2 separate regions of the Zea mays genome follow, and region 1 is linked to region 2. Evidence: chromatin contacts called from public Hi-C data. All regions are on one chromosome and are shown on one strand. The core of a region is the stretch at or near the end of the contact, and the rest is flanking DNA. Distances in the headings are between cores, read along the strand shown. Region 1 holds the start of LOC103635497 (elongation factor 1-alpha). Region 2 holds the start of LOC100191345.

What was found. A called contact is a pair of places that touch in the nucleus more often than the background predicts.
Region 1: a Hi-C map of leaf shows a contact between it and region 2, with 3 times the contacts expected there. The contact joins the promoter of LOC103635497 here to the promoter of LOC100191345 in region 2. A contact is called at or near these places in 2 of 25 Hi-C or Micro-C datasets (leaf and tassel).

Annotation. Positions count from the first base shown.
Region 1 is chr8:86,054,639-86,057,338 of Zm-B73-REFERENCE-NAM-5.0, reverse strand. LOC103635497 (elongation factor 1-alpha) reads left to right here and starts at 1,430. Exons shown (of 3, transcript XM_008657931.4): 1 at 1,430-1,670; 2 at 2,385-2,700. The coding sequence starts at 2,405.
Region 2 is chr8:85,847,172-85,849,871 of Zm-B73-REFERENCE-NAM-5.0, reverse strand. LOC100191345 reads right to left here and starts at 1,406. Exons shown (of 8, transcript NM_001136779.1): 1 at 1,271-1,406; 2 at 606-718. The coding sequence starts at 1,349.

The DNA of each region.
Region 1 (2,700 bases), core at 181-2,680, 210 kb before region 2:
GTATGTCGAGGTCGAGGGCGAGCCCTGGGGTCGGGCGAGGCGGAGACCGTCTTCCGAGGTCGAGGCGGGGGCCGAGCCCCGGGGTCGGGCGAGGCGGAGCTTCCTATGGCGCCTGAGGCTGGACTCGGCTGCTGTCAGCCTCACCCTGGCGGGTGGCACAACAGTCGGAGCAGGGCATGCAACGCTGTTTTCCTGTCAGGTCAGTCACTGGAGGGGCGAAGTGACTGCGGTCACTTCGGCCCTGCCGACTGAGGAGCGCGCGTCAGGATAAGGTGTCAGGCGATCCTTGCATTGAATGCTCCTGTGATACGGTCGGTTGGCGAGGCGATCTGGCCAAGGTTGCTTCACTGCGAAGCCTGCCCGAGCTGGGCCTCGGGCGAGTCGAAGGTGCGCCCGTTGCTTGAGGAGGCCCTCGGGCGAGGCGTGAATCCGCCTGGGTCTACTGTTCCTGCCCGAGGCTGGGCTCGGGCGAGGCGAGATCGTGTCCCTTGAGTGGACAGAGCCTTGACCTGAATCGTGCCCATCAGGCTTTTTGCAGCTTGTGCTGATGGTGATTACCAACCGAGTTTAGGAGTCTTGGGGGTACCCCTAATTATGGTCTCCAACAGTATGCGAGTGGAATAGATGCGTCAAAGACGACATCACTTGCGAAGGAGCGGGTGTAAATCAGTCCCAAACTATATATGCAACTCGCTGCGACTTCTATTCTACAAACTTGTACATGTCCCTAAGGGCTAGTTTGGTGTACATGGAAATGAAAGGTATCCATGGGGGACATGTCCACCAAATTAGCCCTAAAACGACTTCTAAATCCTATATGGAGGGAGTATTTGTGATTTAGAGACACTCTCTTACATTATGTAGTCTCTTAACTATCTTTTATACTAGAAAAACCGATCAAAAGGTTTTGAGGTGTACATGCCCTAATTCTCCTTTCTACACTTTATTTCTCTGTCCCTGTTCTTTTAGATTCTTAATTAAGCCATTTTAATTATACTAACTGTTGATTTGGAGTTATGGATATTCCTAAAACATCCGACTTATACCACAAATCTAATATTTTAACATAGATATACATAGAATTTAAAGCTATTTTTTTGGCAATGTTATTAAGAATATTATGAAGTATTTAAATATTTTTTGTATAATTTTCTATGTACATTATTTTTTCCTAAAAAAAAAGTTGAAAAACACTCGAATCCGTATTCAGATAGACATCCAAATTTTATATCAATTATTTAAAAAGATATAAAACGAATTTAATGCTTATTTTTTTAAGATTAATAGCCTCAATGCTAAAAGCAAGAATATAAATTTACATAACAAATTCTATATATTATTTTTTCACAATCCAAAAAAGACCAAAATTTGATATCGAAATAAGTATCCGGATCCATGGTTATGAGTGCCTATTTCTGGCGGCATTGAAGAGTCGCATGTTTCTCCATAACAATGTCCTTCAGCCGTCCGCCCGTCCACATACAATCTCTGGCTGAGTTTATGGGTCCTGGGCCTCCATTCGGTAGTCAATTTTATTGGGCTGGTCCGGCCTACACCGACGCCCTTATATAAATCCCGAACCCTAGAAGGCAGCACCTTCCTCCCCAACACGCCGCCGTCTTCTGCGGTTCTGCCGTTTACTCTTCCACTTTGGCCTCCTCTCTTGCAAGGTATCACCTCGTTCACTGTCGCTCGACCTCTGTTCTTGAGCTGCTTCATGCGATAGCGACTGGACCAAAGTTGTACTCTGCTGCCTCCCCGTGCCTTTAGTGATTCGGTCCTCGGTTTTGCGTGCAATTGTAGCTATTGCACCTCCATTCCCTTAGTTGTTTTTGGGTTTTGTTTGCTTCTTTGTTCCAATAACCTGTTTCTTATGGATTGTTTCATCTGGATCAGATGAATTACTTACGCATCGTCGTTGGAATTGGATGACTTAGTGATTGTGCTTGTGGTCCTGTTACGTGGTCTTAGTAAGTGTCAGATCGAATTTTTAAGGTGTAGAGCTACTGTAGTTTCTGTTTTGCAGATACTTTGCTCTGTATGTGTCTTCGCAGTTCATGTGCAGTAAGAGTTGCAACCACAAAATATGACCAGATTTCTGATCTGGTTTATGTAGTTGTGTCCAATTTTTACTGGCTCAAAATTCTGTGCGCACACTTGCTAGTTTGATATTTTTTCTAGGCCTGCTTTGTGTTTATATTATGTCGTTTGCTTTGTTTTTTGTTTGCTGCTTTACATTTTCCACTGCTGATATGTATGATGCTTTTCTTAAAGCTGATGACTGCGGTTTCAACGTTAGATTCAGTTTTGACCCCGTCTAATAAATTTTGTTAGTGGGAGTTGTTTACTAGTGTTTCTAATTATTGATTCGTATGGCTTAACAGTTTAAGCTTCGCCTCCAGCCATGGGTAAGGAGAAGTCTCACATCAACATTGTGGTTATTGGCCACGTCGACTCTGGCAAGTCGACAACCACCGGCCACCTGATCTACAAGCTTGGAGGCATTGACAAGCGTGTGATCGAGAGGTTTGAGAAGGAGGCCGCTGAAATGAACAAGCGATCCTTCAAGTATGCTTGGGTGCTTGACAAGCTCAAGGCTGAGCGTGAGAGGGGTATCACCATTGATATTGCTCTGTGGAAGTTTGAGACCACCAAGTACTATTGCACCGTTATTGATGCCCCTGGACACCGTGACTTTAT
Region 2 (2,700 bases), core at 157-2,656:
TCATAATCATCAAAAAGCTACCATTTCTGGTGCCCATTTCACAAAACTATAACACTTAAGGTACCCTTATAAGGCTATCTCCAGCAGCTTACCTAGCCTATCCCCTATATCGTTCCTTATTTCAAACTTTACTCTGTGAACAGTGTATTGCCCCAAAAATGTTTTGAGCACCTGAGCCCACTGGACAGCATCATATATTGCAACAGATTGGGGCCATTCTTTTTTTCTGCACTATGTGATGCTGGCAAGTGGGTCCAGGTTCTCAGGGCACAATGTTGCAAGTTTGTGAGAAGGGAACCCAAAGTTTTGGTAGTTTTATGAAATCGGCACTAGAAGTGGTTATTTTGTGACAACTGGGACAGGAATGTGATATTTTTGTAAAGTATACTAACTTAAAAGGAAAAATCTGGTAATAAGAACAATGAAACTATGCTGACATTCGACGTATACAAACTTAAAGCAAAGTGAGAAGCATTCATATAAAAAATGGAAATGTTCCTTTGTGCTAAACAGTTGATGATGTCAACATCAAACGTATAAATATCATAAAAAAGCATACAACATCAAAGGTAATTTGCATGTAGCAATGTAGGGAGTAAACAAACCCTTTTAAATCCAGGTTCCATGCTACCAGAGAGAACCACTACAACTGGTGACTCGCTCCCTGTGAAAACTATCAACCCCTTCCATATGATTAATGCAGAGGTAACAATCATACCTGCAAAGAGAAAAATTCGAAAGTTAAAACCCTCCTCATGAGACTCATGTTGCAAATTAACAGTCAAATATCAAACCGCAGGAAAGTCCCAGTGTACAAACCTGAATTGCTATTAGCGACAACTGGAGTCTAGAGTAACCCACAAGAAACTTAATCACTTCTTCAGTGCATAAGCATCATTATAAACGCTCCAGATAATAAAAGAGGAGAAGAAGAAAAAAAAACAAAATCCAGTTCTCTAAAGCTGTCACACCCAATTCGACTACTGTTCTCATCTACGCATTTTTATGATTCTTAAGGGGGGTAGCTAAAGAGTTCAGATCATAGAACCAGATGAAGAATCAGGAGCAGTCTCCACCGATCTTACGGCAAAAACCACTGGAAATGGAAAAAAGACTTGTCCCGCTAATTAAAATCGTAGTAGACTCGCATGGCAAAGGCCTCACCACAAACCCAAGAATTATAGGGCTCCAAACGCACTACAAAGATCTCGAGGAGAAAAAAAAAACAAGCAGGGGGGAAAGAAGAGGAGGGTGCGGCAGAGAGCGTCACCGAGGCTGATGATCTGCGTGAGCAATTGGCGGATCTGCATGGAGCGGATTGACTCCATCGTGTCGCCGACGAACCCCATCTCGCTCCCTCTCCCTCGGCTTTCCGGCGGCGAAATCACGAGTCACGAACAGGATGGGAAGTGGAGGAAGAGAAATATTGATGTAACCCCGAAAGCCCAGCTGAAGCACGTTTTTTAATCCGGTACGAGTCCAATCCGACCGTCTTTATACAGTGCGTGACCGTCTTTATACGGTTCGGTTCGGGTAGAGATGACAACGGGTACAAACCCGCCGAATTTTGCTATCCCAAACCTCACTCATTAAAAAACCTATACATGTGACGATTTTGAAATTTTACCCAAACTCAAACCCATTGGGTTTGCGGGTACACACGGGTTACCCGCGGGTTTTTATCTCCAATATGCTTATTCTTTTTATAATCAATAAGTATCGTAATTGTTGGGGACTTGTTCTTAAATGCTATGAATTAAGATTAAGGCAATACAAAATGTTAAAGGTAAAAGCTCTTCGTCCTTTGAAGCACTATTTCCCTTAGCATATAATGATCTTCACACGAAGGTCATGAAAGACATACCTTCTCAGTATATGATAATGAAAGAAGAAGCATGTAAAATATAAGAAACAATATGAATAATCATATAATATTACTAACTCATCTTTTATTATATTGTCATGGATAAATAGAAATAATATAAAATTACATTTGTACCTTCGGCTTAACAGAAGGAGAAAGAACAAGTGTGATGCACGAGCGAGTACAAATCAGCGTCTACAGTACGGGGGTAGTGTTATCTATTTATAGGCACAGGGCGCAGCCTGTGTGAAATTACATTTATACCCTTTACAAAAAGATTACAATCATGACACAAACTATCATGAGTCAATCTGTCTTTTCATCTTTAAGTCGGTGCAACCCTTCGTCTTAGACATGTCGTTATGCCGAAGTTCCCTGTAAGGTAGCTTCGGCGTTATTTCCGTGCTGATCTTCCGAAGGTGTTTCTTCTTACAGGACCTTCGGCTACGAAGCAGACCCCCAACAGTAGCCCTTCGTGGTGCTAGATCGTTTTTCGTAACGAGCTTGATCCGTGAAAAATTGTCCTAGGCTTCGGAATGCCGAAGGTCTGAAAAACACCTTCCCTGAGCTCGTTACCGAGAAACGATTAAAATAATCTGAGCGCGGGGTGGTCCCACCATGCAGCGGGTATGCACGATCTGCCGATTCATCTCGCACGCACCGTGGTCCACCGTTCAGTGAGTGCGAGTGACTGTTGAGCGGGTACGGGCGACTTGACGATTCACCTTCACACCTGCAGCACTATATAAACAGACGGGTATGTGTGAAGTTACCACAGCATTCATTGTCATTGTACTGTTGTGCTGCTGAAAAATTTAACCATAGCCGAAGCTTTC